Linked DNA regions of Mus musculus: all the other regions are linked to region 3. Evidence: chromatin contacts called from public Hi-C, capture Hi-C and promoter capture Hi-C data. All regions are on one chromosome and are shown on one strand. The core of a region is the stretch at or near the end of the contact, and the rest is flanking DNA. Distances in the headings are between cores, read along the strand shown. Region 1 holds the start of Stx12 (syntaxin 12). Region 2 holds the start of Fam76a (family with sequence similarity 76, member A). Region 3 holds the start of Wasf2 (WAS protein family, member 2). Region 4 holds the start of Fgr (FGR proto-oncogene, Src family tyrosine kinase). Region 5 overlaps Wdtc1 (WD and tetratricopeptide repeats 1).

What was found. A called contact is a pair of places that touch in the nucleus more often than the background predicts. Capture Hi-C pulls out chosen DNA fragments and counts their contacts.
Region 1: a contact with region 3 is called in a capture Hi-C map of macrophages, with 2.2 times the contacts expected there. The contact joins the promoter of Stx12 here to the promoter of Wasf2 in region 3. A contact is called at or near these places in 1 of 39 promoter capture datasets (neural stem cells), 1 of 115 datasets of contacts at active chromatin or transcription factors (embryonic stem cells) and 1 of 9 other capture datasets (macrophages).
Region 2: a promoter capture Hi-C map of liver shows a contact between it and region 3. The contact joins the promoter of Fam76a here to the promoter of Wasf2 in region 3. A contact is called at or near these places in 3 of 39 promoter capture datasets (erythroid cells, hematopoietic stem and progenitor cells and neural stem cells), 2 of 484 Hi-C or Micro-C datasets (embryonic stem cells and natural killer cells), 8 of 115 datasets of contacts at active chromatin or transcription factors (bone marrow-derived macrophages, craniofacial prominence, embryonic stem cells and 3 more) and 2 of 9 other capture datasets (adipose tissue and liver).
Region 4: a promoter capture Hi-C map of adipose tissue shows a contact between it and region 3. The contact joins the promoter of Fgr here to the promoter of Wasf2 in region 3. A contact is called at or near these places in 4 of 39 promoter capture datasets (maxillary cranial neural crest, neural stem cells, neutrophils and 1 more), 1 of 484 Hi-C or Micro-C datasets (natural killer cells), 7 of 115 datasets of contacts at active chromatin or transcription factors (embryonic stem cells, heart atrium, microglia and 1 more) and 4 of 9 other capture datasets (adipose tissue, embryonic stem cells, liver and 1 more).
Region 5: a contact with region 3 is called in a Hi-C map of double positive thymocytes, with 4 times the contacts expected there. The contact joins the enhancer-like site here to the promoter of Wasf2 in region 3. A contact is called at or near these places in 9 of 39 promoter capture datasets (the 3T3-L1 cell line, 3T3-L1-derived adipocytes, hematopoietic stem and progenitor cells and 5 more), 1 of 15 datasets of contacts at CTCF or cohesin (large pre-B cells), 10 of 484 Hi-C or Micro-C datasets (B cells, CD8 T cells, double positive thymocytes and 6 more), 13 of 115 datasets of contacts at active chromatin or transcription factors (the HPC-7 cell line, the SCID.adh cell line, T-cell acute lymphoblastic leukemia and 7 more) and 4 of 9 other capture datasets (adipose tissue, liver, macrophages and 1 more).

What each region holds. Positions count from the first base shown.
Region 1 is chr4:132,882,221-132,886,854 of GRCm38.p6, reverse strand. Stx12 (syntaxin 12) reads left to right here and starts at 2,397. Exons shown (of 9, transcript NM_133887.4): 1 at 2,397-2,607. The coding sequence starts at 2,490. It also overlaps the pseudogene Gm13033.
Region 2 is chr4:132,919,761-132,924,753 of GRCm38.p6, reverse strand. Fam76a (family with sequence similarity 76, member A) reads left to right here and starts at 2,203. Exons shown (of 9, transcript NM_145553.2): 1 at 2,203-2,396; 2 at 3,963-4,027. The coding sequence starts at 2,316.
Region 3 is chr4:133,128,834-133,133,581 of GRCm38.p6, reverse strand. It overlaps Wasf2 (WAS protein family, member 2), which reads right to left and starts at 2,949. Exons shown (of 9, transcript NM_153423.6): 1 at 2,854-2,949.
Region 4 is chr4:132,972,619-132,976,991 of GRCm38.p6, reverse strand. Fgr (FGR proto-oncogene, Src family tyrosine kinase) reads right to left here and starts at 2,897. Exons shown (of 13, transcript NM_010208.4): 1 at 2,722-2,897.
Region 5 is chr4:133,297,485-133,302,221 of GRCm38.p6, reverse strand. Wdtc1 (WD and tetratricopeptide repeats 1) reads left to right here. Exons shown (of 16, transcript NM_199306.4): 11 at 395-503; 12 at 1,488-1,661; 13 at 4,567-4,737. Among named protein-coding and RNA genes, the nearest start is that of Tmem222, 22 kb to the right of the region's middle. Within about 2 kb of position 2,926, at least 79 of the 459 cell types and tissues checked have an H3K27ac peak or open chromatin away from gene starts, as enhancers often do. A contact at or near this core is called in CD8 T cells, the HPC-7 cell line, the SCID.adh cell line and 5 more, where this site is marked.

The DNA of each region.
Region 1 (4,634 bases), core at 1,148-3,647, 250 kb after region 3:
AAGGGTTGGGGTGGTCTGGTACATTTTTATGCAAATCAAAATTTCTTGCACGATGTCATGGACTTTGGGGAGATACATGGCTAGGAAAACTTATCCAATGGGATCCCCAAATATTTCATTTCATTGTCCTGTCTAGCATGTCACAAACCTGGAGAGATCTGATATCTAAGTCACTATTTGTCTGGAATTAAAGCACTTGTAATGTGCTTGTTTGGAGAAGCCCTGAGCACTGAATGAAGGGACAGCCCTTCATGTTACTAACGTTAAAACTCTAAGTTGAAGCCGGGCAGTGGTGGCGCATGCCTTTAATCCCAGCACTTGGGAGGCAGAGGCAGGCGGATTTCTGAGTTCGAGGCCAGCCTGGTCTACAAAGTGAGTTCCAGGACAGCCAGGGCTATACAGAGAAACCCTGTCTAGAACACCCCCCCAAATAAAACAAGACACTAAATTGAGGCAGTGTTGATGATCTTAACACCCACTTCCCCCAAAGAGCTTGGCTTCCAGTATTCCAGTAGTGAGAACAGATAGGGTTTGATGTAGGCCCTTCCAAGGAGAATGGTGCCCCAATTTCCCCTAGGGTTTCCCCAAAGACAGCACCTGGAAGAGGCTTTTCTATCAGCAGGGGAGGACAGCATCGATTTTTTTTTTTAATTTTTAAATTTTATTTATTTAATGTATATATGAGTACACTGTAGCTATCTTCAGACACACCAGAAGAGAGCATCAGCTCTCATTATAGATGGTTGTGAGCCACCATGTGGTTGCTGGGAATTGAACTCAGAACGTATCGAAGAGCAGTCAGTGCTCTTAACCAGCACCAACAGCATCAATTTTACCACAGAGAACTTCCAACTCAGCAGCCTCTTTCTCCTGAGTTCTTCAAATGATTGGTAAGGCTTCGGTGAGAATGGTTTGTGGTGCTGGTTCATGGTGTAGCTTATACCATATGACCAGTGGCCAAACCCAAGATCTGCCCTAAAGCAGGTATTTGGGGGTTTGCAGTGGCAGTCTGCTTCCACCTGAGTGTCCCTGATCTCTCTGATGGGAGAATATACCTCTTCATCAATTACCTGGTACTTGAGTTTTTCATCCTTGAAAAGGCATAGTTTGGGGCTGGAGAAATGACTCTGCAGTTAAGAACACTGGCTGCTCTTCCAGAGGACACAGGTTCAATTCCCAGCATTCACATGGCAGCTCACAGCTCTCTGTAACTCCAGGTCCAGGGGCTCTGTCACCCTCACAGGTACAGGCAAAAGACCAATGAGCATAAAAATAAATAATTAAAAGAGAAAGCAAAGGAGCAGTTTATGCTGTCTATCTGGAGTTTTACCATAAACATGGCTTATATGTCCACTCCATGGCCCAGCCCTCTAGTGAATATATGTCCTTGTTTCTGGTCTGTCTTGAGATACTGGTGGGTGAATTGCTGGCCGAAGAATGTGAATATCATATTCGAGCCCTGGGGGTCAAGGATGAATTTTTTTCTTAGAATTTTCCCCATAATCTTTTGAATCAGAAACCCTCTTCTTCCCTTTCACAGGATGGGAGTCAGGCAGTCATCTGTTACAGGAGGAGAGGCTCTGATGTAGTAGGAGAGGTTGGAGAAGGGTGCCCAGTTTTCGTAGGTGTGGTGCACATTGTAAGTTGGTGGGCTGTCAATCAAATGCCATCTGGCTGGCAACATATCTCATGACTGAATTCCGCAGGAAGGGAATGGTTTTTATTTGTTTGGAGTGTGAGTGGGTTTTCCGAGACAGGGTTTCTCTATGTAACCTTGGCTGTCCTGGAACTCACCCTGTATACCAGCCTGACCTCAAAGGAAGGAAATGTTAATCAACAATGTCCCAGAATCCCTTGAAGTGGGTAAGCACGGGGCACACCGTATTGGCGGATGGTTTCAGTAGTAACTTTATTCTTGCTAGAAATTTAGGTGTTGAACAGTTTTCACCATCGAATCCTGTCGGGTACAACTGCACGTGTACTGGTCCCATTCCATGCTCATGCATTCACCTCGATTTTGACATGGGTTGGAAAAGCAAGAACTTGCTGGGTGCCTGAACAACAGTGCCGCGCGGAGCAGCAGGATGCGGGAGCGGCAGGATGCGGGAGCAGCAGGATGCGGATGAGCGTGTTGGCGGCCGGAAGGTCGTGGAATGCGGGGCGCGCCGTCTGTAGACGACAGGCTGAAGAAGTCCGGTCCTGTACTGGCTTCACAGCTGGAGGAGTCGGGTCTTGCGAGAACGCTCACCGCCAGCAGTTCGAAAACTCTCAAGAGACGACCCACCGCCAATTCCAGCCGCACACGCGCACTGCAGGATGGGGCGGAGCGCGCGCATGCGCACCGCGATGGGCGGGGGGTCAGTGCGCACGCAGTCGCGGTCCCTTCCCCGCCCTTTCTCTTCCCGGTTTTCCTCTCAGCTGCTGGGCCCGGTCAGTGGCAGCTTCCGGTAGGAGCGCCGCGAAGCGCGACCCGGTCTCTGCTCACTGTCATGTCCTACGGTCCCTTAGACATGTATCGGAACCCCGGGCCGTCGGGGCCTCAGCCCCGGGACTTCAACAGCATCATCCAGACATGCAGTGGCAACATCCAGCGGATCAGCCAAGCCAGTGAGCGAGGGGACCCAGCCGGGAGCTGGGGGCGGCCTGAGGGACAGACGGTGGTGAAGCTGCCAAGTCGGGGAGCCCGGTCTGGGTCGCAGCTCAGGCCACACCTTGAGGCCGTCGCGAGCCTCCACTCTGGGCGCGGCGAGCTGCCTTTCCCTGGGTCGGCCAGGCTCGGGCCCTTTAGGTCCACACCCCTGTCTTAGGCGGTTAGAGTTCACGGTGTTGGGGGTCAACAGAGCCGACAGCCCCGATGGTGGGAGGGAGTGTGTGTCATCTCCAGGACTGTGAGCAGCAGTCTTGACTTGGCGCAGTGGTCAGCCGAGTTTTTCCTGTCGTCGCCGTCCCCCTCTCCCCACCCACCTTGTTTTCCTCAGTTCCGATCAGGGGGTGCTTACTTGGTTGCGACTTTAGGTTCACATTCAGCTCAGCGGTTGGGTCCTCAGACATCAGCAACTTTCAATTAAGGGAAGTGGAGAATGCGTGCGTTCGAGTGACTTAATACACTGTGTTTCCTGTAATTAACCTGGACGTCAGTCAGTGCCTGGCATTTAAGGGACGGGAGGACTGCTGCTTTATGGCACAGAATGCACCGGGAACATTTTAGGTTAGGTTGTCTTTGTAGCGAACGTTTTTCCCATTTCAAGCATGAAGATGTCCTCTTCTGCCTCCGTTGAGAGCTACTCTTGGCCACAATTACACACCAAGTAAGAGATGGCAGGGTTGGGCCAAGTCAGTTTGTAACTGCTTACCTTAAAACTCCCTTCTGTAGCTAGAGTCAAGTACAGGCTGTTTTTGAGTTTCAGAATCATCCCAGAGCCCTGTAAACAGAACAACAGAAGCAATTTTACTTTAAAAATGGTGACAACCATCTGTGTTGTTTATTATTCTGTTTTTTTTTTTTTTTTTTTTTTTTGTGAGCTTAGCTATACTGTTAATAAGTAGAGTCAGTTCTGAATTGCAGTTATGTCCTAAGCTTTAAAGCATAAGCTACCACTGTGCTTTTATTTTCTTTTTGAGACAGTTTTTTTGTAGCTCTGACTATCCTGGAACTCACTCTGTGTACCAGGCTGGCTTCAAAATTAGAGATCCACCTGCCTCTGCCTCCCAAGTGCTGGGATTAACAATGTACGCCACCACACCCAGCTTGTCACTTTGCTTTTATATCTAAATGTATACTGTAGGATTTGAGAGGTAGAAAGTTTCAGGCAGGAAGGGTTAGGCCTGGGTGTATGGAGGTAGTACGAATACTCAGCTTGTTAACCCAGATATGAAAAACACAATAATAATTGATGACTAGACAGTATGGTACTTTGTGTCCCAGTTTCCTTTTGTTAAGGAGCTATAATACAGGATAAATCAGAAAATTCTTTTCAAGGGGCTGGCAAGATGGTTCAGGTAAAGTGCTTGCTGTGCAGGCCTGACCATCTGATTTGAGCCCCAGAACCCAGATGAACGTGGAAGGAGCAAATTAACTCCACAGAGCTGTACTCTGACCTCCACACTCAGCCACACTCGTTCCCTGGCACACACAATGTGTCTGTTTACATTAGTTCTATGTATGTTCCACATATCATACACACAAAAATAATAAAGAAAATTTTGTGCCAGGTGTTGGGGGCGGGGTCATGCCTTCAATTCCAGTACTTGAGAGGCAGAGGCAGGTAGATCTCAGAGTTTGAGAGGCTAGCCAGTTTACAGAGTTTCAGGACAGCCAGGGGCTACACAGAGAAACCTTGTTTTGAACCACCAGAAAGAAGAAAAGAAAGAGAGGAAAGAAAGAAAGAGAATTTGTGGGTTTTTTTTTTTTTTCTCATTGAGACTAACCTAATTTAAATGACTGTATGTGGAATATTTCATATTTGAGTATTAAGTTGTATAGTAAGCATAGGAACTGATACAGATTCTTTTAACTGCAAATCTGTGTTTACTTAAATCAAAATTAGAGTTGAAACTGGCCATAGTCGTACACGATAGCATTTGAGAGGCTGAGGCAGGAGGATTATCATGATTTAGAAGCAAATCTAGACTGC
Region 2 (4,993 bases), core at 954-3,453, 210 kb after region 3:
GTTCTCCCAGCATCCCTCAGTCCCTATCTGGCACACCCTGCCCCCAATCCTGAACTTTCCAGCCCAGGGGCTAGGCTGCCCTTCTCCAGAGGCACATTTTGTTCTCTTGTGTTCTCTCTCTCTCTCTCTCTCTCCCTCCCTCCCTCTCCTCCTCCCTCCTCCTCCTCCCCTCCTCCTTCTCTTCTTTCTCTGCTCACCATTTTTCCTCTTTCTCTCCCCTGACCTTTGCCCTCATGGTGACTCCCCTGGCCTTAATCCTTGGGGCCAGTGAACTTGCCAGAGAGCCCAATAAACCTCCATTTAATATAATGTAATCTGGCTTGAATTTGGCTTGTTTCATGGATGGAGAAATAATTTATCAAGATCCACCTGCCTCTGCCTCCCTGGCTGTGGGGTTTTTTGCTTGTTTGTTTTTAAAGACAGGGTCACATGGAGCTTAGCTAGACTCAAACTTAGTAAGTAGTGAAGGATAGAGTTGACCTTCTGATCCTCCTGCCTCCAGTTCCCATGTACTGTGATTACAGGTGTTACTGCTATGCTCAACTTACGGTTTGTCTTTTCATTTATCATAGCCCCTTTTGGCTAATTTGCCAAACAAAGGCAGAGATCATGTCTGGCTTATTGATTGTGTGCATAAGCCAGAATTGTCACATAGTAAATACTTAACACGTTATTCAAGGAGGGTCTGGAGAGATGGCTCAGTGGTTAAGATTACATACTGTTTGTACAGTATTCATGTCAGACAGTTTAAAACTGCCTGCAACTCCAGCCCTGGGGGACTCCATCTAGCCTTGATAGGCACTGCATTCACACACACACACATACACAGAGGCATGCACACTCACAAACACATTTTTAAAAAAAGATTTATTTATTTATTTTATGTATAGGGGTACACTGTAGCTGAACAGATGGTTCTGAGCCTTCATGTGGTTGCTGGGAATTGAACTCAGGACCTCTGCTGGCTCCAGCCTTGCTGGCTCCAGCCCCAAGATTTATTTATTATTATATGTAAGTACACTGTTGCTATCTTCAGACACACACTAGAAGAGGGCATCAGACCCCATTACAGATGGTTATGAGCCACCATGTGGTTGCTGGGAATTGAACTTAGGACCCTTGGAAGACAGTCAGCGCTGAGCCATCTCTCCAGCCCCACAAACACATTTACAAGTAAAAATAACTTTTAAAAAAGGTTTATTGTATGAATGATCATCGATATTTTCTATTCCTTTCTTTCCTCTCACTTCCTATGCCCTACCTCTTTTTCTTTCTCCAGTGCTAGAGATCAAACCAATCCCTAAGTCTCACACACACTAGAACGGACAGATCAATTAGCTCCATATTAAGTGAGGGGGACACAGAGACACACACACAAACTAAAATGTATTAAAGGTTTTGGGTCATGTACAGATGGCCTCCATACACACACAGCCAACCGATCTCAAGAGTATCATGGCCACCGTGTTCCTATTGCCTTTAATTCTAGCTTCAGGTCTCTACTGTTTTACCATTTTACAACTGCCCATCTTTTGTAAGTGCACGTGAGTGCAGGTGCCTGCTGAGTTAAGAGGCATCAGGGATAGCCCTGCAGCTGGAGTTACAGGCGATCTGAGCCTCCAGATGTGGGTGCTGGGAACCAAACTTTGCAAAAGCAGCATTCGGAGCCTTCTCTCCAGCCCATAGAGGACACTCATTTAATATCCTGCTTTTCCCCTCCGCCTGCTCCAAAGATAGACTTTCCTCCTTGGTTGCCAGTGGGTTTAAACTCCGGATGGTCTCGTAGTTCGAATCCGACGTTGCCCGACTGTCACCCCAATCCCACACTCCTTCGGCTAGCGGGAAGCTCCACGGCAACCCAAAACATCACAACTTCATCGAGTATCGCGAGAAGCTCCAATGCTCCCGCAGCCCCCGGAGAGGCGGAGCGAGGGCGGAGCCTCAGCGGGCAGGTGGGCGGAGCCCGAGGGCTTCCGCTATCCTACTCGGAAGACGCTCTTTTCAGGCGGCGCCCCCGCGTGACTGCGCTTTACATAATCGCGGCCCCGAGCGTCACAGTGGCGTAGTCCAACCCGGACCGAATCAGAGCCGTCGGGAACTCCACGTTCCGCCCCCTCCCGCGTGATCGACGTCCACGCGAGCCAGCGAACGGCCTCTGAGCACCGGAGAGCCCGCCCCTGCGCCCGCGGCCCGCCCTCGCCCGCCCGCCCTCCGCAGCCCGCGGCCCGGCCGCCGCCGCCAGGTTGTGCCTGAGACTGTCAGATAAAGCGGCGGGCCGGCGGGAGGGGCGGCGGCGATCACGGCCCGGGCCGGACATGGCGGCGCTGTACGCCTGCACCAAGTGCCACCAGCGCTTCCCCTTCGAGGCGCTGTCTCAGGGGCAGCAGCTGTGCAAGGTGCGCGGGCTGGGGCGGCGGCCGGGAGCTGGGGACGCTCCAGGCGCGGTTCGGAACTCTCGGTCCAGCGAGGACGGCTGCCGGGGTCCCCTCGGGCAGGGTGTGGCCGGCCCGTTTTGCGGACGAGCTGAGCCGGGCCCGCAGAGGACTGCAGGGTACTTGTGGGAGCCCCGGGCGGAGTCCAGGCCCTGGCAGCCGGCGTGTCCTGGTGCTTAGCAACGGCTGGGGTTTCTTCTCCGACCTGGTGAGGTCGCGGGAGGGGACAGCTCCCCTGTTTGTCCCCGACTGGCCCCCCGGGAAGATTTCCTTGGACCGCCTTCTCTTCTGATGTGGTCGTCTTGAGTGTAGAATGACGGTCCAGAGATTTCCCTTGTCCTGGATGAGATTGAACCCCGGAATCAGGTGCTGCTTGTGAGGAGTGTTTTGAACTCTGGACACTTCGTGGGCACTTTACAGCCGATCTCAAAGTTAGAGGTGGCAAGGCTTTATTAGGGAAAATGAAAAAAGTACCCCAACAGTGTCTTGGAACACACACGAACAGGGTGACTTTTTAGCATCTAATTGGTAGCCTTCCTCCTCATCCTAAGCATTTTTTAACCCCTGAAATGCCAGCGTTTTTATATATAACTTCCTCCCACCTCGTCGGTTCAAGAGAGCAACAGTTAAGTCGGCAAGCTCGTGCAGAGTTGCCGTTGACAGATCCTCAGATATTTCAGATACAGAATGTGTGTCTGTGTCCGTCCGCTGTGTGTAGTTCACCTCCCCGCGTCCCCCCAAAAAGATGCCCACATACTTTCCTTAAGCCACTTGGGTTTACTGAGTCCGAAAGATAGTGTTTGAAGGCCCCCTTGGACATAAAAACTTTGATCTAAACATTTTTCTTGTTTGTTTCCGAGGCAGGGTCATATAACTTGTAGCTCTGGCTGTCTTTGAACTCTCAGAGATCTATCTGACTGCCTCTGTCTTCCAAACGCTGGGATTAAAGTCGTGTACTGTTGCTCAGTCTAAGGCTGTATGATTCTTTGTTGTTATTTTTGTTTTTTGTTTTTCCAAGACAGGGTTTCTCTGTATAGCCCTGGCTGTCCTGAAACTCACTTTGTAGACCAGGCAGGCCTCGAACTCAGAAAATCCTGAACTCGGCCTCCTGAGTGCTGGGATTAAAGGCATGTGCCACCACCTCCCGGCTCTTTTTTTTTTTTTTTTTTTTTTTTAAAGGAAGTTCAATAAACAAGACAGCTTTAATCTTTTGCCTTCGTATCACAAGTGATCCTTCTCATTATCCCACAACAGCAGACGGACCAGCTGGACTCTTACCTAGAGAGCTAACGACCAATCTAGAGCTTATTCATGATATATTTGTTTTAAAATCTATGAGTAGTTCATACAGATTCCTACTCCCACATCAACAGCAGGGAAGTGATATGCATATAGAGGAGAAGGTCCAGAGAGTTACATGACTCACCCAGGCCTCTTGCTAGCAACAGTTAGTACCCAGTCTGCAGCTTTTTACTGAATTCAGACTTTCTGCTCCTCTGGTCCTTTTCAGACTGTCTCCTTTCATTTCAGGAATGCCGGATTGCTCACCCTGTTGTGAAGTGTACCTACTGTAGGACCGAGTACCAGCAGGAGAGGTACAGTTCTCCTTGACCTCGAAAGATGTTTTTTGTTTTTCTTGTTCTTTTGTTTATAGTTGTTTTGTTTTGTTTTTGAGATGGTAGTCCAGGCTAGCTTTCTTTTTTTGTTTGTTTGTTTTCTTTTTTGGTTTTTGATACAGGGTTTCTCTGTATAGCCCTGGTTGTCCTGGAACTCACTTTGTAGACCAGGCTGGCCTCGAACTCAGAAATCCCCCTGCCTCTGCCTCTGGAGTGCTAGGTTTAAAGGCAGACTGGCTTTCATTTTGAGAACAGTCTTTATCTTCAACCTCCCTAGGGCTGGGATTAAAAATGTGAACCACCACATCTGCATAGAGAAATGTAAACAGCTCTGGGCGTGGTGAGTCACTTCTTTAATACCAGCAGTTCCATTGGCTCTGAGTGCTTAAGTGAACTGTTCTTCCAGAGGACCAGAGTTCAATCGAGGCACTCTTAGGAGATTCCTTGTAAGTTTACTTCCAGGGGAATCTGACTGCTCTGGTCTCTGTGGGCACCTGAAGAGACAGGTACAGGACACACGTTTTAAAAAATAGTAAAATTAAAAAAAAAATGTACCAGACATGGTGGCAAAGGTCTATAAACCTCTACAAAGAAGGCAGAGGCAGGAAGATCTCTGAGTTCAAGGCCAGCCTTGTCAACACAGCCAGCTCCAGGACAGCCAGGGTTATTATATAGAGATCATGTCTCTCTTACAAAGTCTTATACAAAAATATCAGTGCTCCTTTAATTGTAGACTGGGAAGCAATCTGGTCTCAGAGTGGAAGTTCAAGACCCTGCCAGGTTTACACATTACACAGTGAAATCATGTCTTAAAAATAAAATGTGCCAGGCAGTGGTGGCGCACGCCTTTAATCCCAGCACTTGGGGGAGGCAGAGGCAGGTGGATTTCTGAGTTCAAGGCCAGCCTTGTCTACAGTGAATTCCAGGACAGCCAAGGATATACAG
Region 3 (4,748 bases), core at 1,700-4,199:
ACTCCCTCTTCTGGTATGTCTGAAGACAGCTACAGTGTACTTACATATAATAAATAAATAAATCTTTTAAAAAAAAACTGTATTCATTTAAAAAAATCTTTAAAAAAAAAAAGTCCTACAAACACCAATCTTTGAGTTTACAGAAAATAAAGACCAAACAACCTACAAATTATTATTTATAAATGTGGGGGGAGGACAGAGAGGGTGGTGATGTAATTCAGCTGGAAAGAGTGTCTGCTTAGCAGAACCATAAACAGAAAAAGGTGGGGGTGGGGGTCATTGTACTTTTATCAAAACAAGTACAGAGAGAGTGCTAAAAGGCATACTTCGGAATCTGAGAGAAAACGCCCACTGACTACATTTTAATTAAAGTAAAAGTTTTACATCACAGGAAAAAAAGTTTTCTACACAACACTATTTTCAGACACTGAAATCAACTTTGCTGTACAATATTTACTGTATATCTTGCTTGCATGTATGCATGTGCAGTGTGCATGTGCAGGCTGCCTGACATCAGAAGTGGAAATCAGATCCTCTGGAACTAAAGTCACACACATTCACACAAAGCCAAATGCTCATACAGACAATTAAAGGTAAAATAAAATATATTTTTTTAAAAAGACACAAGGGGCTGAGGAGATGGCTCAGCAGGTAAGAGCACTTGTTGCTCTGGCAGAGGACATAAGTCACTACATAAGTTGTGTGATTCACAACCATTTAAAAAAAAAAAAACCTTAAATGTCAAAAACCAAGTGGAGTATGCTAATGCTTGATGCCTATAATCCCAACATTTGGGAGTCTGACACAGGAAAATACTGGGATCAAGGTAAGCCTGAGTTACATAGGAAGACCCAGACTCATAAATAAATAAATAAATAAATAAATAAATAAATAAATAAATAAATAAATAAATAGCAACATTAAAAAGAAAATGACAACATGGATATAATTAAATGGGCAAACATATTTTTCAAGTGCTGGTGGCTTTGCACCCTCTAGTAGGAAAGTCAGATTATGTTAAAACCCAGAGTTTGTAATCACAGTTAAAACTCAGACAAAGCCTGGGAAGTATGATGGGGACAACGAACCAACAGTGATGACTCAATAAAGAGTCCCTTAATCGTTTACTCTGGAAGATTTAAGACCTAAAGTTACTTCATTCTATATTCTAAAATCTAGAAGACCGTTCTCAAAGTCCAGCCAACTCAACTGCCTTTTTCTGGGCAAGCGGTGCCTCCCACATGGCCCGGGACAGTCCTTACAGCTCCCTGACAGGAAGCAGGCTTGCAAGTCCTTTCCTTCCTTCCTCTAGCTGCTGCTTTTCTGGTTTTAGAATTTCAAACAAAGAAAATACATATTGGCTCCACAGCTCAGAAACGCCCTCTTTCTCAGCAACTTCCTCCTCGGATTTCCCTCCCTAACACTGGCACATGAGAACAATACCCACAGCTGGACCTGCTATTTTGATTAACCCAAAGCTCTGGCGGTTTGGAAAACTTAAGGGCTAAGGTACCCAGCTACTCCTACTCAAAGTCCACTGCCTTTACTCATCTGCAAGATAAGGAAAGAACAAAGAAAGAAAGGCTACACTTGAACACAGGCAGGCCATTGAAACTTTAGCCCCAAGGAACCCAAAGAAATTATACAACAGATGGATAAATTCTCCCTCCCAATAAAATGTAGCCTTTGTACAGAGGAGAGAAAGACACTCTGATGACACCACCTGGAGTCAAAACTCATGTCTCTATACAACAAATATTGGTGACACCTGCCTGGGACTCAAACGGAATCCTCTGCTGTCCTGACACACTTCGAAGTGATTTTTAACACTCAGAAATGGCCCTTCCTTAGTCACAAAGCAAGAAAAGGAGATGGGCTTATAATTAATAATCCTGAGCTTAAGACCTAGCCTGTCTCCACACCAAAAGTGAAATCAACTCTCCAGGCTAGACCCCTCCCTCCATTTATGACAAAGCAAACTTTGTAAGAGAACACTAACTTATCCCTGCGCGCCCGGTGCTTCCCAGAGGAAACACCCTCACTTTGGTAAGTGCCACACGTTCCGGTGTCACCCTGAGCAAGTTACTTCTCTGAAACCTACTTGACTTCCTCACCAGTAAACTTACAAGGACAGCTGGAAAAACTAAACAAGCACTTATACCTAAGGTTTGGCACATAGTAGGACAACCATTAACATTTTCCTTGGCTTTCTTCCTCTTCAGTGCTGGGCTTAAACGCCAAGGGTAACCCCTGATCTCTGAATCTATGAACATTTCCTCATCTCAAAGGACCACAGGACTTAGCCCTTCCCTGTCACGATCTGGGTAGCACCCATGCATTGGTACCAGTGGCCCGTAAGCCAAGGCTCCTTTCTGTAGGGCTCATTCTGTGCACATGTGCGCGTGCTCACACACTCCTCCACAATGTCCCTACCCCCAGCCTAGCAGCCAGGGTCCCCAAAGAGCACCTCAATTACTTTATGGTCCAAATATGGAAACTGAGGCTCAGCCTGGAGATGAACTTGTCCAGGAGCTCGGGGAGTTGCTGAGACCCAATTCACAGGCTTCGGTGAAGTCTATTTACAAATGGTAAACTGAGGCCCGAAGACGGAAGTGACTTGCTCAAGAACACACAGTGGGTTGGTGGTAGGGCCACTTTCGCCGACCCTCCCTAGTCTCCGAAGGGCACTCTGGGTCACCACCACCCCTGAGGTGTCGCCACGGCGCTGACAACACACGAGCCGCACCAGCGACCGTCAGAGCAGACACCCGGTGCCACCGGACCCTTGCAGGGGTGGCCGGGCCGGCGCTCGCCTCTCACAGCCGGGCGCGCCCAGGGGGACTTGTTGCTCACCTGACCTCGCGCAGTCGCCCTCAGCGACATGAAGGGCTGGGCAGCCGGTCCGCGTCCCCACGGAGAACGCTCCAGCCTACTGCTTCGCGGGCTGCTACTCAGCCGGACGCCCCCCTCAGCGCGCTACGCCCCCAGCCGCACTCCACCGGCCTGAGTCCGCCATTACGCGATTTCCCCGCCCCGGGACGCAGCCACACCCCGCCAACCGTTCTGATTGGCTCCCTGCCCCACCCGCCCGGAGCCCCCAGCTATCCCATTGGTCTGAATCCAATGCCAATTAAATAAGTACGCAAAAGACGTATTCAAAGGTAGTGTCCCGGGAACTCCACCCGAGCGACTTCCGCAATCGGAGTAAACAGAGGCGAGGACAAACCAAGTGAAGTGGAGATGGGACTAAAGGTACATCGACGCCCAAGTTTAAGTACAAAAATATCTGCTAAGACAGGGAAAGACCTCGGCTAACATGTATTGAAACACGATTTATTTTTATTAGAGTCCAGAGAGCCAGCCTGTTTTTTGTGTAAAGAACAGGCCGAGCCTATGAACTTTCTGTAGACACCCCTCAAGTGGCAGATCGTTCTGTCCCTTCACGCCTTGTCCCAAGCGGGACCGAAAGTCGGGTGGGGGCGAGTGAGTCATAGGCTTCAGCTCACCCCAAAGGATAGGTATTCGGGTGAAGCTGGCATCCTGAGATTGGGAGCTAGTTCTGAGAGGCCACTGTCAGGTGAGCCAAACACCTGTCACTTCACTCTGCAACTTCGGACAACTGCTGCCTACCTAGTTCTCACTTTGTTCTACAAAATAGATGCAGTAGGCCCTGGCACGTCCCAGTCCATGAAGGTGGGCAGTTTGAGAATACACTCCCAAGTGACTTATAGAATACAAAATGCTGCGGCTGGGTGACAACGTGACGAGTCCGGCTTAGCACATTTAGTATACTAGAGCATCTCTGTAGAGCAGGTATTGGCCTCTTGTGGAAGAATGGATCTTAGGCAGGCTTTGTTACCGCCACGTCTGCCTCCCTCTTTGCTTCCTTTCAAAAAGGGTGCACGGTGTGAGGGCGGTGGGGTGGAGGTCACGACACGACACGGCTCAGTCAGTAAAGTGCTGCTTTGAAAGAATGAGGACCTGCGTTTGAGAACTCAGATTCCAAACAAAGCCTAACAGGCCCGATGATACTGACTTCGCAGCGCTGGGGAGGCAGAGACAGGCAGAGCTCTAGCTCACAGGCCCAGCCTAGCCTAGCCTGCTCCTCCAGACTGGGCCAATGAGAGAGCCAGTTACTAAAACCAAGGTAAAAGTTGCCTGAAGAACAGCACCTGAGGTGATTCTCTGGCCTGCACTGGTCCATCCTCACATACAACATACACGCACACATACAACACCCTGAATACTTGATACAGTTTTCCCGCAGCCACCCAGCTAGTTGGAAATGACCACAGAACTCAGACCTACACCACTTAGCATCTATTCCTGTATTTCTTACTCTGTGACATCTTGTCACCTGAAAATGGCTTTTTTTTTTCTCATCCCCTTAACAGGCCAGGATGGTCCTAAGGGTGCTGGGTGACTGTTTCTTTCACTCTGGTCACTGTAAAACCAGCTAGACCAATATTCTTGTGGAAAAGTGGCCAGGCAGTGGTGGCACACGCCTTTAATCCCAGCACTTGGGAGGCAGAGGCAGGCAGATTTTTGAGTTCGAGGCCAGCCTGGTCTACAGAGTGAGTTCCAGGATAGCCAAGGCTACAGAGAGAAACCCTGTCTCAAAAAACCAAAAAAAAAAAAAAAAAAAAAAAGAAGAAGAAAAGTGCCCCCAGAGATATGGTCAACTTGTTCCTAGCGTTCTAAAAGTGAAGAGAAAAGAGATGACCGGTCAATGAATAACCCAAACAGAA
Region 4 (4,373 bases), core at 1,648-4,147, 160 kb after region 3:
CTCCTACAAGAGTTCCGGTTTCCCTTCAGAGCATGGGGCAGGGACAGTCCTGGGCTGAGGGGGCAAGTGGGAGTCTAAGGTGTGAAGGCATCACCATCCCTCACCGCATACACTCAGAGCCCTGACTGTGGGCTTTCAGGATCCTCCACCGTCCTTTCACTGAGCACTGATACCTCCTTCTCCCTCACAGAGGCTCTCATGGCTCACTAACTTCCTCTCATTTTACACCATCCTTTTTTGAGAGTCACAGCTGGTCCAGTCCTGACACCATCTTTGTACTATCCTAGCTCTTCCCCCGACACGGTCCTTAAGGTGTCAGCTGAGTTTCCCCCATTTGTGGTGGGTAAAACTGGGTCTATCTGGCCTGACACAGCAGTCTGAACCTTAAATCCCAGCACTTGGGAGACAGAGGTAGGTGGATCTTTGTGAGTTTGAGACCATCCTGGTCTGTACAATGAGTCCCAGGCTAACCGGAGTTACACAGTGAGACCCGGTCTTAAAAAGACAGAGCCTCATGATGGTGATGGTGGTGCATGCCTTTAATCCCAACACTCAAGAGGCAGAGGCAGGCGGATCTCTGTGAGTTTTGAGATCAACCTGGTCTACAGAGTTCCAGGGTAGCCAAGGTTACACAGAGAAACCCTGCCTCGAATATCCAGGAAGAGAGAGAGAGAGAGAGAGAGAGAGAGAGAGAGAGAGACCCCTGCTGTCTGTGGTGGCCCAAGCCTTTAATCTCATCCCTTAGTCTTGAGGGAGTGGGATGGGGCAGTCTGCTTTCCTTACCATCGGCTGACCCAATGTGCTGTGTGGAAGAGACTTGGCTCTTCCTTCCTCATCTCTGTCTTCCCTGTCCCTTACCCAGCCTGTCAGGGCTGGTTACGTCCCTTGTCACTTCAACCTTAGGTAGCTTCCGAGCAGCCCCCACCCCCCACCCCCAATAACCACACAAAAGCAAGCACCCAGGCGTGAACACATTCACTTCAAGCCCACAGCACACTGGGGAGCACCCTCACACAATCTCACTCACAGCTTCAAGCCTGCTGGGGAGCAGGAGCTGATATAGGCAGGAGCCCCCCTCCACCTCCCCCTCTCTTGGGTCCACACAGCTTGGCTACCCCCTCCACCTTCCCACTACAAATGGAAGGATGCTCATTGCATCCAATTCTAGACTACAAAAGGCTTGCTTGTAGGGTGGCCACCTGGAGAGTGGGGTACAGATGCGAACCCTGCTAACCTTCTTGGAATGGGCCCTAGTAAACGTGACATTTAGTAGATGCCAACTGTGTGCTGGTTCTCAGAGGCCCTGTCAGCGAAGCTTTCTGGTCCTCCATGCTTTGAGAAGGCAAAGAACTGTGTAGAGCCAGCTGGCCTGGATCTGATAGAACTTCATCTGCCTTCTCCTCCATTCTCCCCTCTCCTCCCCGCCCCACCCCTTCCCATTCTATTTCTGTTTCCCCCACCCCACCTGTCTTTCTGCTTATATCGCTCAAGGTGGTCTTGAACTCGTGACAACCTCCCTACCTCTGTTTGCTGGATGCAAGGATTATTATAGGCATGAGCCACTAGGCACAGCTTTGGTATGGGGAGGGCTAGTTTCTTCCCCAAAGTTCCAATGAGAAAAGCAAAAGTCCAGAGAAAGCTAGCTCTCCTTGAGGTCTGCATAGCAATTAAAGGCCCATTCTTGCTAAGAGAACATGTCTCTGAGGCAGGAGACCCCTGAACACCAAGCGGCACCCTCTCACTCCCTCTGTGGTGCAACACACCCGGATCAAGGACCAAAAATGGGGACGAAGGCAGGGACCAAAGTTGGCTGCCAGCCTTGAGCCTGCAGCGGCCCAAAGCCAACTGGCCTCACTGCCCTGTGTTGCCATGGAAACAGCCCCTGCGGGCATTGGCGGTCAAAAGCAGGATTTCCGTCGGGGCTGCCAGCAATTCCCGGATCCCGACAGGGACGCAAACCTTGACCGCCACTGCGGATAGGGAAAAGCACCCAGGGAGGTCTGATGCCCCAGGGTGAGGTCTTCCCCAGGAAACCCAGATCCACGCCTCCAGCTGCTGGAAGGAATCCCCAGGGTGTCTGGAACCCGCTGCCCCACTGATGTAGCTAGAGGGTCTGGGGGGAGTTTGCAGACTCCCCGCTTCCCTCTGAGGAATCCAGATAGCCGGCCTCTGAGACCCCAGAACTGCACTCTGGACTCCGAGTTCTGCAGAAGTCACTCTCCTAGACCCCCTTCTCGGGAACTCGCGACCGATTTCCTCAGTATCCCCTCCCCCTTTCCAGTTTCCCCACCTACTACCCCTCTCTCATACCCCCTCAGCTTCTTTCCTTTTTCTCCTCCTGAAAGCCTCTCAGGGCTCTCCCTAGACGCTTTTGGGGGATCCCACAGTGCCTTCCTGTACTTTCAGCCCTCTCCCCAAATTTTATCAAATTTACAACACAGTTTCCCTCTCTTTCCCCATTTAGACTTTTAGGGGGAATTTTTGGTCTGCCTTCGCCGTACTGCCTCGGCCTTCTCCTAGGTTTTTATCAGCCTTTTCCAGCTTTCCTTAGTTTTCCTTCTTCATTTCCTTTCTGAATGGGATCCCCACCCCCATCTCCCGCTTTCAACTTGCTCAGCTCTCAAAGTTCAGGTTTACCCCCAAATCTTCCCTCCAAGGTGAGGACGGTTAGGGGCGGGGCAACATTTGCCCTACCAGCCCCCACCGGGTTTGGCCGCCTACCTGGTCTCAAGGGAGCCAGCTGCGGGTGACTCGATCTGGGGCGAGCCAACCCTAACTTCCAGCAACCAGGAGAGGCGATGTGGGGGGTAAAGTGAGGTGCTACCCGCCTCTGCCCCTACTACCTACTCTGGGGAGGGAGGAGGAAGCCGTCTCGGACTTCTCTTATTTTGGTGACTGCGGAGGAGGAGGCGGCAGCCAGAGAAGTCGAAGTCACGCCTCAGCCCCTAGACTGCTGCCCAAAGCCAGGAGGGGCCCCCAGATCCAAAGTCCGCTGGCTCCCACTTCCCGCTGTGGATGGGCTCTCCCAGCGCTGTCCCTGCGCCCCAGCTCCTTCCCAAAGGTTCCGGCCAAAGGGACCTGTCCCTTTAGTTACTAGAGTGGGATACCAAGGGGGTGGGGGGTTGGCCATCCCAAAGGCTCCCACTCCCCACTCATCTCCTAGGTAGGAAAACACAGAGCCAGGTCAGGATAACTTGGCCCAAGTTCACATAGCCTGTAGCCTTTACACTACTGTCACTACATTTGCCAGGGATCTTTTGCCTGTCACTTATACCCTGCCGCCTCATCTTTAGGAACTGGGCGGTGGAGATAAGGCCCTTGCCTTTGGGTACCTGTTTTTCACAACAATCAGCTCCCATCAGGCTACTGCCACACACAAGTTTTAGAGAAGCTGAGGAGAATCCTTAATCAATCACAGTGTCTCTAGGAGAGCCCTCCCTATACTCCCCCAGCCCGATACCCACCCTCCCTTTAAAACCAAGAGTTATTACCAGTATTACCTCTCTAAAACCAAGGTGCACTGAGACCCAGGAAATCCCCCTGCCTGGGGAGGGAGAGCTAGGGTTGAATTGGAAATGTTTGTGGGAGGGTGAGGGCTTAAGGCATGGAAGATTCAAGTGGGTGTCCCCGGGGCTATACTGATGATAGGCGATGACGATGCGTGACTGGGTTTAGAATCAACAGCTCGGACACATTATGCAGTCAGGTGTGCTTCTGTGTACAGACAGGGGTGTAGGGGGCTGTGTGTGAGCGCCCTAAAGTACAAGTTCAGGAGGATCATGGTGACACACACGGTGTCAGCAAGTGATGGATGCAGATAGGAATGCTTCTCTCAATGAGCCATGGCAAACACCTTTAACTCCAGCACTTGGGAGGCTGAGGCAAGCAGATCTTTGTTGAGTTTGAGGCCAGCCTGGTCTATGGAGTGAGTTCCAAAACAACCAAGGCTACACAAAGAAACTCTGTCTCAAAAAACCAAATAAAAGTGCTTCTCTCTTAGGAAAATATGAAGTGGGTGTAGGAGGAAGAAAGGAAATGTAGTGGAGGTTCAGGGACTGTGGGAGGGTGGCTTTACCCTGCCTGGATAGCACTGCCACCATTATAGAGCATCCTCTAAGTTGGCCTTGGCCATTGATCCATGTGTGCAATTAACAAATAAATGTATATCGTGGCCAATGGGAGCCCAGCCATAGGGAGCCCAGATACAAAAGGAACAGCCGCACCAGCTGCACTCCCAGCTACTCAAGAGGATGCTTGAGCCCTGTGGATTGGAGGACAGCCAAAGAGGAGTAGTGATTCTCTACCTGAGAGGAGGGAGGAAGGGAAGAGGAGGAGGAGGAGGAGGGGGAGGCAGAGGAAGGCAGGGAGATAGG
Region 5 (4,737 bases), core at 1,677-4,176, 170 kb before region 3:
GCTCTGTCCAAGGCTTATGGAAGATGGGCCCTTCCAGTGCCCTGGCTCTTAAGCACTTGAGGTAGCTGCCCTTTCCCTTCTCACCCTGGTTCATGGATTTCTCCCTGTGGCTCACAGCTGAGCCCCAACCTCTTCTCCCCTCATTCCCTCCCCGACCTCAGCTGTGGGGAATGGCAGACAGAAAGGAGCTGTACCCTCTGTAGCCAGCAGAGGGCGCACGGGCTTTTCTTTATTCCACTGCCTGCCTGTCCTGACTTGTTTTCTGGGACTGGATCTGACCTGGGAGAATAGTCTCACAGTGGAGCCATCAGGTCCCATGATGGAAGCCAAGGGATGCAGAGAAGTGAAGCCCTCCTCCTCAGGCATCACTCTTACTTTCTTCTCATTCTTCCAGAAGTCCAGAACGGCAAGATGTCTACTAACGGGGTGTCCAACGGCGTGTCGAATGGCCTACACCTTCACAGCAACGGCTTCCGGCTGCCAGAGAGCAAGGGGTGCATCAGGTGAGGCCAGCTGACCTCAGTGGCCTTCAGTCTCAGTGACAGTGTGTGGACGGGGAGATAAGCATGCCCTATAAGCCTGTCTTCGTGGCGCTGGAGAGAGACTACTCAGCAGTTGAACACTGGCTGCTCTTTCAGAGGACCCAGCTTCCATTCCCAGAACCTATACAGCTGCCATAGCTGTCTGTAGCTCCATTTCCAGTGGATCTAGTGCCTTCCTCTGGCCTCCTCAGGCACTGCACACATTTGGTGCACAGACATTGATAGAGGAAAAACATCCATAATACAAAAATCTCAACAAAACACACACATACAATGCATGTATGCATGTGCACGCACACACACACACACACACACACACACACACACAAACAAAAAACCCTCCCTCCTGACCTCAACCCAGTTGTGAATCCCAGATGGTAGAGGTTGGGCCAGAGGGGCTTCTTAGAGGGCAGCTAGTGTTCCAAAGGCAGCTTCTATCTGAGAGGCTGCCAAACATACCCAGATTGAAGTTTGTCCTTCTGCCCCAGCCCTGGGGTAAGGGTCCAGAGGCTAGCTGCCTCTGAGTATTGACTTGGTCTCCCATGCAGATAATCCGTCCCATTACAGTAGTTCCCATTACAGTACATCCCTGCCTCTGTTCTCTTCCCACCCCTCTGTTGTCTCGTCCTTGAGACAGACTTTTCCCATAGGAGGAAGTAGAGTGGTCACAAGATTAGTTCAGTGCAGATGAAGGTGGCACCAGTGGCTGTCACCCGAACCCCAGCATTTGGTTGGTAATGGCTTTCCTGCCGCTCCTTTACTGGCTCAAAGCACTTGGAATTATGCATATTCTTTCATGGTAATAGATAATGGCCCAAGCTCAGCATGAAAGTGGCCCCATCTCCTAGATGGCAGTGAGGTGCCAGGGTCCACAAAACCATGCGTGGCCCTTGGGTAGGGCTACTAATCTTTAAGTGGTCTGACTTGGCTCTCCTTCCCTCGCAGCCCCCAGGTGGAGCTGCCCCCATACCTGGAGCGTGTGAAGCAGCAGGCCAATGAAGCCTTCGCCTGCCAGCAGTGGACCCAGGCCATCCAGCTCTACAGCCAGGCTGTGCAGAAGGCCCCGCACAACGCTATGCTCTATGGCAACCGAGCTGCCGCCTACATGAAGCGCAAGTGGTGAGTGGGAACCGCAGGGGTTTCTCGGTCAGAACAAGGGCTGAAGCACCTGGGCCATGAGACCAAGTTGCTAGGGCATCCACAGAAGGTGGCATTGGCATCCCAGCTCTTGGGGCCTCTTGAACATAGGCCCCCTCCTTTCTACCTAAGGCTGAGGTAGCACAAGACATTTAGTGTGTGGGAGGGAGATTCACACGTTGCTTTGTTATAAGGTGTGAATGGAAGTAGGGATTAAGAGGGGTGGTGATACTAATTACTGGAGAGTTGAGGCTTGGGTTGGACTTTTGAGAGAAGAGTGGGACCTTGATAGATCCGACTGCAGAGCTTGGAGAGCTCATTTGTACCTTTATAAAATGAGTCTGAGGCTGAATGGCCCTGCAATCTGCTTTCTGGGTTCTTACACCCATCACTGGACCACATACGAGCTAGACCTCAGACATACACTGGCCTGTGATAATGGGATAGGCAGGTCAGGATCCTAAGATGCCCCACATCTGCAGAGATCATCAGTGTCCCAGCCCTGCCTGCAGCACCATCAGACAGGCAGGCAGGCAGACCCCATCCCCCAGCCAGGGCCAAGACTAGAGATGGATAGAGCTGGGCCCACAGCCATTTCTGCTCCGTCTGGCATCCGTCGGCTCTGCCCAGACAGACAGGCCAGCTGGTGTGCCATCGTCTGGCTGAAACTAGGCAGGCCTGGGGAAGCTTAAGGAACCCACTCAAGTCAGCAGGATGGGAGTGGGGGAGATGCCACACACAGAGCAGTTAGCTGAAGCCTCGGGACTTTCCCCAGGGATCAAGGGGCACCCACATTCAAAAGAGGACTATCTGGGGCCCAGCCATCTGAGTTGTGTCACCTCTGTTACACTGGTTGGGTAGGGTGTGACAACCCCTTCATCTTGACTTGGCTGAGAGCTCAGCTTCGTGTCTGTATTTTTGCTGAGAGAAGTTGGTGATTTCTGAATTCACAGCTTGTTTTCTGAGTTCCCACTGTGTGCTAGGTACTGGGGAGACAGAGTTCTATCACTCTGAGTCCCTGTGCCCCAGAGTGCCCAGCCACTGAACGAGAATAAACTCTCTGGCATAGTTCGGCATGAAATAGGAAAGATGCAGGAAGCAGTAAGTCTTGGAAATGGTCAGGTATAGTGCTGTGGGTTACCAAGAAGAGTTGAGTCACCTCAGCTCAGGATCAGGGAAGCCTCAGAAAGATGTCGTGTCTGAATGGGCTCTAAATGTGGGCAGCTCAGACAAGGAGATGAGGGGGAGGAGAGGACTGTGGGGAAGGACACTGCAGGGAGAGGAAATGGTGTGAACAAAGGCGTGGGGGCGGGGGACTGACTGAAGAGCCTGCCTCAGAACAGCAAATCCATTTGGCTGGAGCAGAGGGTTCTGGAAAGGACTGGCAGGGGATGAGTCTGTGAGGTAGCCTGGGGCTTGCCTGGAAAGGGCTTGGAATGCAGAGGGTGGCATTTGGCCTTGATTCAGTGTGTGATGGGCAGCTACTGGAGAGCTTTGAGCGAGGACGTGCAGAGGGCTGTCTTTTCAGGGAGATTGATCTGGCAGTACATCTAGGATGGGTGAGCCCTGGGGCCAGCCTGCTCTTTTTTTTTCCCCATCCCCACATGCCTGCCAGTGACCCCTAGAATGTCACGTTCTGTCCCAGGCCAGCCTCCCCAGGGCTACCATCTGCTCCTGGAAACAGACCACCCTCTGGTTCCTGGCTGGTCTCTGGTCTGGCTCTTGCTAGGAGCTCAGAAAGGGGCACCTTGCAGGCAGTAACTGGGTTTCCAAACAGCGCCTGCTCCTTCGTCATAGGCACTCGTTCTGACGCAGAGCACACCATCAAAGCAGCTCTGCTTCCTGCCTGCCCCACATTGCTTAGCTGTCGGTTAGAGTCTTAAGTGGCTACTCCAAGGGCTGGGTGCTCCTCCTGACTGTATGGCGAGAGAGGTCAGGAGACACCTGTGACCTGTGCCCTTGGTGAAGGGACCCTTGGCATTAGTGAGTGCTGCTTGCTGTAAGCATAGTAGACCCACCCCAGCCCAGTAGGAAGCGGGGAGGTTCAATCCCCAGCATTGAAAATACAAACATTTACAGGTTTCTAAAGGGGAAAGTGACTCTCATTGCTGCTTGGCTGTACAGATGAGAAACCAAATTGGGTTTCTGGCAACAGGGAGGTGGGCCTGGAAAAGAGGGCGTCTCCCTCTACCCCTCCAACAGAAAGCCTACACTCCCCTTTATCCATACTTGTCCATTGGAGAAAAGAGTAGAGAGGATTTGGAGCTCCTGGTGTGCACAGCCCCCTCACCATCAGCTTCCAGAGAGCTGACTTTGCCAGACAGTCAGGCCCCATCCTCCAGCCCCAGGAGGTGGAGGCCACAGCTGCTGCAGATCAGTCAGCCAGGACAGAGGGGGGTCTGGCTGAGGGCATGCTGGTCAGACCCTGAGTCCCTGGCCTAACACTTCTGGCTTCTCCAGGCCACAGAACTGTCCTTGAGGGCCCCCTGCCTTGGACATAGCTTTGAAGACCAGCAGGGGGATTTGAGGAGGTGGATGAAGGAAAAGAGAAGGAGGGCTTGGGGAGTCTGCGGTGGGCAGGATGCCAGGCCTTCTGCTGCAGAGCTGCGGGTGCCTGAGGTGAACAGTGCACAGTTGCAGCCTACGCCCAGCAGAGGGCAGCCCGACACTGCTCTTTACTCGCCAAGCCTCAGGCTCCTGGCTTGAGCCTCAGCTTACTCCTGCTCCCAGGGAGGGAGCAGTGGGCTTCGCCAAGGCTTCATCTCCTTATCTCCTCACCCTGAGGGTTGTCAGAGATGGCCTAGAAGTAGCCACAGAAGATGGTGGGAACCTTGTATCTGCCACAGGGCCTCTCTCACCTCTAAGCTATGTTCCTGTACCTTCTCAGGGACGGGGACCACTATGATGCCCTCCGGGACTGCCTCAAGGCCATCTCCCTAAACCCTTGCCACCTGAAGGCACACTTCCGTCTGGCCCGGTGCCTCTTTGAACTGAAGTATGTGGCCGAGGCTCTGGAGTGCCTGGATGACTTCAAAGGGAAGTTCCCAGAGCAGGCCCA